3 separate regions of the Sus scrofa genome follow, and all the other regions are linked to region 1. Evidence: chromatin contacts called from public HiChIP or PLAC-seq data. All regions are on one chromosome and are shown on one strand. The core of a region is the stretch at or near the end of the contact, and the rest is flanking DNA. Distances in the headings are between cores, read along the strand shown. Region 1 has its middle 160 kb from the start of AGR2. Region 2 overlaps LOC110255481 (a long non-coding RNA gene). Region 3 overlaps LOC110255481 (a long non-coding RNA gene).

The links. HiChIP or PLAC-seq counts read pairs in DNA pulled down with a chosen protein or histone mark.
Region 2: a contact with region 1 is called in an H3K27ac HiChIP or PLAC-seq map of alveolar macrophages. The contact joins two enhancer-like sites. A contact is called at or near these places in 10 of 47 Hi-C or Micro-C datasets (alveolar macrophages, brain, embryonic fibroblasts and 7 more) and 1 of 2 datasets of contacts at active chromatin or transcription factors (alveolar macrophages).
Region 3: an H3K27ac HiChIP or PLAC-seq map of alveolar macrophages shows a contact between it and region 1. The contact joins two enhancer-like sites. A contact is called at or near these places in 8 of 47 Hi-C or Micro-C datasets (alveolar macrophages, brain, embryonic fibroblasts and 5 more) and 1 of 2 datasets of contacts at active chromatin or transcription factors (alveolar macrophages).

The regions. Positions count from the first base shown.
Region 1 is chr9:86,212,595-86,215,227 of Sscrofa11.1, forward strand. No RefSeq gene overlaps it. Among named protein-coding and RNA genes, the nearest start is that of AGR2, 160 kb to the left of the region's middle. Within about 2 kb of position 1,302, at least 4 of the 83 cell types and tissues checked have an H3K27ac peak or open chromatin away from gene starts, as enhancers often do. A contact at or near this core is called in alveolar macrophages, mesenteric adipose tissue and retroperitoneal adipose tissue, where this site is marked.
Region 2 is chr9:86,852,846-86,855,478 of Sscrofa11.1, forward strand. The region is part of intron 1 of LOC110255481 (a long non-coding RNA gene); the gene reads right to left. Among named protein-coding and RNA genes, the nearest start is that of SNX13, 230 kb to the right of the region's middle. Within about 2 kb of position 1,331, at least 9 of the 83 cell types and tissues checked have an H3K27ac peak or open chromatin away from gene starts, as enhancers often do. A contact at or near this core is called in alveolar macrophages and mesenteric adipose tissue, where this site is marked.
Region 3 is chr9:86,749,347-86,751,979 of Sscrofa11.1, forward strand. The region is part of intron 2 of LOC110255481 (a long non-coding RNA gene); the gene reads right to left. Among named protein-coding and RNA genes, the nearest start is that of AHR, 240 kb to the left of the region's middle. Within about 2 kb of position 1,290, at least 11 of the 83 cell types and tissues checked have an H3K27ac peak or open chromatin away from gene starts, as enhancers often do. A contact at or near this core is called in alveolar macrophages and retroperitoneal adipose tissue, where this site is marked.

The sequences.
Region 1 (2,633 bases), core at 52-2,551:
AAGCTGTTATTTCTAAATTATCTCTCCTTTTGGAAAAACTATAATGAATTCCTCATATCCAGCTTTTTTGCATTTTCTATACTTTATGATTATTAAATTATCATCATATTTCACTTTAAAACTCTCACTTGCCCTAGCTAGGCTTTCCCTGCTGTGACATTTCATTAATTTAGAGTTATTACATAATTATTTAAGTTTCTCTAGGGCAGGGACTACAGCCACCACTGACTTGGCCACAAAGCATATTTTGCTGTATTGAACAAATGACTCTCTTTCCTTATCTTGGCTTACCAAAGTCAATTCAAAATTTTTCAATCAGAAGATCATTTTATTTGTTATATTTTCCTGTAAATAACAGAAAACACAAAATCCACAGCACCTTCAACAAAATAGAGGTAAATGTGATCCCAGGTGAGCAAGGATCCATCTCCTCCTTTCTTTTTGCTCTGTCATTCTTATGCCCCGAGGTCCAACAAGCTGCTGGAGTTCCATCCATTACCTGTGTCTTCAAGGTAGCTGGAAGTAGAAGGGGCAAGGTGACTCACTGCTGAGACAGCTTTCTTTAAATAACCTGCTTATTCTTGCTTTCCATAACTTTGTCAAATGGCCACACTGAGCTGTAAGGGGCCACACATAGGTGTAAAATGTAATCCTTGACTAGGTTCATTGCAACTCTGGTGAAAGTTATTTCTGTTGCTTTGGAGATGAGAACAGCCTTTGGGTGGCATCAGTCAGCACTGCTAAAACTTAAGGAGAGAACAGACTAAATAGGTATTCAGGACTTCCTTCTTCATGTTCTTCCAAAAAATTTGTCTTAAGACAGTTTCGGAATTCCTGTTGTGGTGCAGCGGAAATGAATCCAACTAGTATCCATGAGGATGTGGATTTGATCCCTGGCCTTGCTGAGTGGGTTAAGGATTTAGCATTGCCATGAGCTGTGGTGTAGGTTGTACATGCGGCTTGGATCCCATTTTGCTGTGGCTCTGTTGTAGGTTGGCAGCTACAGCTCTGCTTCATCCCCTAGCCTGGGAACCTCAAAATGCCTCATGTGGCCCTAAAAAGAAAAAAAAAAAAAAAAAAAACGAAAGAGAAGACAGTCTCATATCTCTGACCAACTTTTTGCTTCAAGCATCAGTAATAAGCCCATTTTACTGACTGTAGAAGTGTATAGACATTTTACATCTTAAAATTTAGACTTCTTAACATGCTTTTCTATTTGTTTTTGTTGATGTTTCTATGTATTCATACTGGCTTCTTCAGCTTCCTCCTCTCTTTAGTTCTCTTTTGAGATTTGCAGTTACTCAATCAGAGCAGCAATTTTTCTGGCTTTCTAACCATGTCGAGTCACATTGATTTCCAGATGCTTAGGTCATGGACTTATGAATCTTTTTCCTCTATTTTCGAAAAGCTCTCTTCTGCACATTTTCAAGAGGATGTATCTAACTGGTAAGCGTTAGTCTTTTCCTGCCAGTCTCCTGCCCCATTTTATGCCAGTGGGATTGGACTGGAGCTTCCATTCTCTGCAGCCAGGGCTGGGCACCTCTCCCTGGCCTGGTCATTGTTCTCTCCTTGTGTTCACAGTGATTGCTCCCAGGATGGGCAAGTGATGCAAATCATGTCTTTTACTGAAGCCACTGCAGGGGGCCCTGCCCTTCCTTCTGAGATTGTTAGAAGCCATCTCTAGCACTACCTGGAGAGAAAGCGTGTCTGAGAATAGAGCCAACACAGGGGAAAGCATAGCAGATGGAGGACTGAAGTGAGCTTTCTGAGAACATCTTTTGAGTACCACTCCTTGTGCTGTATAAGCCAATTAAAATCCTTTCTCCCATTAAGCAAAGTTTAATTTTTGAAACTTGTACTTAAAGGAATCCTTTCAGCTTGGTTAGGTAACCTCTTCCTGGTTCTTGTTCAGTCCACTAGCCAGCCACTTTGAACTTATTTGTTAAAATGTACCTGTTTTATATGTTACAGATGACTCCACTTGTGCTAGTTGGATTACATAATGTGGATATGAAGTACTTACAGGTTACAACCTCTAACCAGTCAGTGTCTACATAATGGTGCTACTGAGAAATCATCAGGTTCCGTGTTTATATGAAACAAAGGATTGGTTTCAACTTGGACTCAATCTCACCAGTTTCTCTGCTGACTTTCTTTATTTTAGCATGGAAAGATCCTAGAGGCAATTGCCTAGAAACATGACTGTACTAGAGAGGGGAAAGTAGAAAGAGGCACAAATAATGCATTCCAGAGACCAACTGGGACCCAGGCAGTTTTCAGAATATTCTGAAGGAAATTAAAACCTCTTAAGAAACCAGTTAATAACATTTCAGTTCTCCAGAACTTGAACTTTGAGCAACTAGAAATTTTCAAATATTAATGAAAGGCCATGATATAATTAAGAGCCATTTCAACCTAGAATGGCAAGGGACGCAGGAGGAGGGAAGCAAAACTGACATTTGTTGAGCTTCAGCTAAGTGTGAGGCGTGGTCTAGGTTTCTGTTATGCAGAACTTGATACTAAAAACTTTGAAAGCAGAGGCATTTTCAAAGCCAAAACTGTCTTCCAAAGGGGAAATGGGAAGATAGTGTCTGGTATATAGGAAGCATTCAGTAACTAGTAGCAACTATGGT
Region 2 (2,633 bases), core at 81-2,580, 640 kb after region 1:
AGTTGGGGATCCACCGTTGCCGTGAGCTGCAGTGTAGGTCGTAGATTCGGCTTGGATCCTATGCTACTTTGGCTGTGGTGTAGGCCAGCAGCTGTAGCTCTGATTCAACCCCTAGCCTGGGAACACAGGCTGTGGGTACAGCCCTAAAAAGAAAAAAAAAAAAATTCATCAGACCCTACACAGGTGATTGCACAGCAGGATATTAGGTTATTTTTAGGCAGAAGGAATGGTATATACACTGAGTCATGGCCAATGGAAAGATTTTAGAACAACATAGAAATGCTCATGCCATTAAAATGACTTAGTTAAGCCATCATTACTTCATTGCTGCAGTTACCCAAACTGGCAGAGGTTCCCTATCCTAACTGTGCCTAGAGTAATCTGCCAAGAAATGTATATACACATTGGCCCACTTAACCAGAAATTTGCAGAATGGGATCTGGAGAATCTATATTTTCAATAACTCCAGGTGATTCTTTAGAGAAGAAAGATTTGAAAATCTCAGGCCATTCCAAGGTCTTTCTCTATTCCCTTTAGTCAGATTTTGCCTTAAAGGAGCTGCCTGGTAAATCTTAAGCCATTTCCACTAGACCTTCCTGATAGGAGATCTTTCCAATGGCATTCCAGATATCCATAACGAAGTAATAAATGATGGCTTCGATGAAGACAAAAATTTGGTTTGCGTTAGCTGATATTCTTTCATCTTTCCAATGGCCATCACAATGATGGCTTAACTAAGTCATTTTAATGGCATGAGCATTTGTATGTTGTTCTAAAATCCTTCCACTGGCCATGACTCAGTGTATATACCACTCTTTCTGCCTAAAAATAACCTAATATCCTGCTGTACAGACAATTAAAAAGCAGCTGAAAAGTTTAACTACTTCATTGAGTAAACATCTTAACTGGGTACTCATCTCATGAGCTACCCTTTCTTTAAATATACTTGCAGACAGTTTTCCTTCAATTGCAAAAAAAAAAAAAAATCTCCATTATGAAACTTTCCTTTCAATTATAACACAGGAGATATTTTGATGTACACCAACCGACAAAAAGAGTGTTTGCCAGTTGGTGTGTTTCCCTTATTATGTAAAATTGGAAATGGAAACTGCGGCCTTGATGAAAACACTGAAATTCCAGTAAGTAGGATTAGTCATACTTTTCGTGTACCAGGGTTAGATTTCCAACAGCAAGTAAAAGTTCCCTGAGCTACTAGTAGAAGAAAACATACTCCAATTAAAAGAAAAAAGAAGGAACTACACAGGCTTGCAAGAGCCAAAGCAGGGATGAGTAACATTTGACATTTGAAAGGCTGGAATCTGAGCAAACGCCTTTCTCCCAGAGGAGAAACTTCTCACCAAATAGTTGGCTCATTGTGGTATCTCGCTTTCTTTGAAACAGCAAGTCTCAAATCTTTAGGGAGAAGGCAAATTAATGAAAACCTTTTTGGCTTAACTCCTCACAGCCTGGGAACTGGTGTAATCAAATCAAGAAGTTCCAGCCAACTGAGATTTAAATTAGACCCTGGCCAGAGGAGTGGGAAGGGCCTCAGTTGTAACTGATTGTTGACAGGCCTGGGGCCCCTCCTGTGCTCCCTCAATGAGTGTCTGGGGGCTTTTTACTTCCACTCTTAATAAGGTCTCACTGTTTGAGAGCTAACATTTGGACCTCCTTCTTCGTCTTGAACATTAGAACAGTTACCCTTTCAACTGCAGGAAATATTTTCATATAAACACCAGAGCAAGTAGGTAAAAGGATGAGTCAGGGATCAAAAAAATCTGCACTGTCACCCCCATAATTCAGAGAGAACGAGAGACAAAGGAGCAAAGAAATAGAGTAGACCTTTAGACGTTCCTAAGCATTTAATTAAAGTAAGATTTATACACGTTCCATACGTCTCAGAATCCTTCAGATCAGCGGAGTATAAAATAACCCTTCCGCAACACGATGTTAAGTTTCTTAAATGCCAATGGCCAAATTTAGAGTATTTACGTGTTTTTCTTCCAAACCCTCTATGCACTCCAAGTAATCTCTTTTGAAGCCATCATATCCCCTCACAACTCACACAGAAAATTCAAGTCTTATTCTACTTCTTCTAAATCCTTCCCAATCAGATGAGCAAAAATTAGTAAGGTCTTAGTGAACCTGAGGCTAGGCCTGATGCCCTGCCCTGTTCCACCCACAAACAGGATAAAAACAAGAACCCATTGCCACCCTATCTCCCAAGCTAACAGTGTCCACGAACTTTCCTGGCACCTTACTGTTCCTTACATGGTTCTTCCTCCTCCTAAGTCAGTTTATAATGCATACTCCTGAATAAATGCTTGTATTAGTTTCCTAATACAAAGCACCAGAAAATGGGCAGCCTAAAACAGAAATTTATTGTCTCCCAGTTTTTGAGGCTAAAGTCTGAGATGAAGTTGTTGGCAGGGCTGGTTCCTTCTGAGGGCTGTGAGGGAAGGCTCCATTTCAGGTCTCTCCACCTGGTTTGTAATGGCCATCTTCTCCTTGTCTCTTCATATCATCTTCCCTCTATGTGTATCCCTTTGTCCAAGTTTCCCCTTCTTACCAGGACAACAGGCATGCTGGATGAGAGCCTACCTTAATGACCTCACTTTTGCTTGGTTACCTCT
Region 3 (2,633 bases), core at 40-2,539, 540 kb after region 1:
GCCAAGTAAGATCTTCTAACAGCACCAGCTAAGTAAATAAGACTTTTCTGCCTTTATATATTACTCCCATGTCCCATCCAACCCTGAGGCAAAGGATGGCAATTCAGGAAGATATGAAGTAAAAAACAAAAGGGGAACACGACTTCCTTTCCCAAAGTTCTGAGTCAGGACCAAGAGAAAGGGAAAACCTTTAAACTGAAAACAAGAAGTTCAATTTAGACTGTATTTTACTACCTTAAAAATGAAACTGAAAATGGATAGAAATTATCTCCTACATGTGAGTAAGAAAGGAATATTTGATAATGAAATTTTCAAATATGATAGGAGAAAAACTAAGCTCTTCCTAATTTTATACTAGAGCCCAGCCCATGGAGTTGGCTCAGTTGGGATTTTATTTCCTACTACCGTCTTTTCTTTTTCAGCTAATCAGTCAGCTGGTTTTAGGGAGGGCTCGAGTGAAAAAGAAGGATATTTTTGTCCTTGTTTCAAATTCAGGAAAATGTCATGGATATTAGAGTTATTCTAAAGCAGAATTATTTTATTTATAGATTTGAATTTGTATAACCATTTAAATTTCTCTCCCTCATAATAATACTTTATATAGAATGTTGCCTCTGTTCTATGAGAATACAAGGGCAAACTTCTCTTCCAGACTTTTATTTAGCCAGACGTAAACCAGATTTTTGATCCCCCAACTTTCCCACTCCCCAAAGTGAGGCTTTTATTTCCTGATCTGAATAAAGTTTCGTGGCATTGTCTGAAAGTGTCCCCCTTCTGTGAAAGCTAATTTATCTTTGCTGAAGGCTCTTCTGAATTCCCTACCCCTCACCCCCAGGAGGAAGTTCCCATGGCCAGAATGTGCTTTATGTCTCCAAATGGCTTTCGTAGGAGACTGTCTTGCAGACTGATTTACACTGATCAGACGTGAGGATTTTGAAACTTCACAAATATTTACCAAAAGGATTTACAGATACTTGGTATTTTTTTTAATAAACGCCTGTTGATACAACTGCCACATCAGCTGCCTAAAAGATAAAATGAATTACTCATCAGCATAAAATTAAACAAAAGACCCACTAGCAATCCTATAACCTCCTGAGAACCATAGGACAATGAAGATAAGGGTCCAAGGAAAAGGTTCTGGAATTATTTTTTCATCCCATGCAGGATGAATTATGCTGTTCAGGTAAGAGTAATGAAACAGAGGAAGAGGGGAGGAAGTGTTTTCAGGAACCAATTTACTGATAGTAAAGACCAGGAAGTAGTGATATGTGTTGCGCAAATATCCACTTCCTTGTCCCTTGTACACACAAGGTCCAATCACACCTCTGAGTCATCCACCAGCTGTCACTCTCCTGTCTCCAGCAATCTCCCACCTTCCCAGCTTCTTCCACTAGAACTCAGACAATGCTCAAGATTCAAGGACACAGGGATGGGGTGAAGAAGGATTTCTGTGTGTCCTTTTCCCTCTCTGGGCAGATCATTGCCCTTGCCATCACCACCATGGAGTGGGAAATCAGGAGCCAGCCAGTGCCCACTGGAGGTGGCAGAATATGATTTAGGACACAGCTCTGGATGATCTGAGAGGTTTAGTGTTAACAACATGAATTAAGAAAATTTGTTTACCTCTGAGCATTTCTTCCTCCAATTTTCCCACTTTGTCCTTCTCCCCAGCCCCAGCCTTCTTAAAAAGCTCTCCTGGGGGGAAAATTCAGCAACAACCATCCATCCAACTAAGCTTATCAAGAGGATCTCCTCACACATTACCATTTAAGGTTGCTAGCATGCTCTGGGAAATATGAATTCAAAGGCAAGAGCAACACTGAGCATCCTAGGAGCATAATAATTAACGGAAAAATTATGTATAGTGTTTACTAAACCAGAATTAACCAACCAAAAACAAGATTTGAAAGTAAACATATGAAATATATTTTTCTTTTGTCTTTTTAGGGCCACGCCCACTCTAAAAAGGTTCCTGGCTGGGAGTCCAGTCAGAGCTATAGCTGCCAGCCTATCCCATAGCTCACTGCAATGCTGGATCCTTAACCCCCTGAGGAAGGCATTAATCAAACCCACGTCTTCATGGATACTAGTTGAGGCCATTAACCACTGAGCCATGATGGGAACTCTAGACATATGAAATATCTTGAAAGAGACAGGGAAAATATTAAACACAAGAAATGGGGGTTTGGGGTGGGGGCAGGGGAAGTCATATAAAAAGTGGAGATGTTACTAGGGCAATAGATTTGGAAAAATAATTTAGGAAATTGATTAATTATTATGGATAGATACAGCTGCAGAACTAGAAGATTAAGTGGAGGAACTTGCCCAAAGTGGTACAGTATATTCTCCAAAGTATTGCTTAATGCATTTTAAATAACCTTCTATCCATTACAATCTAATATAATCTCCTTTTCAGAATATCATTTCTTCTCCCTATTAAAGTCATAATCTAATTGCCTTCCCCTCCATTCATATTACTAACCTAAAAACATAACATACCAGGGCCCAGTACCTGCATTCAGATGGAAGATGACTTCTCAGTTTTATTTTACATCTCATGTTGGTGGTGGATGCCTGGCTACACTTGTATAAATAAAAGTGTCAATCCTGGTGATTGTTTCCAACCCAAG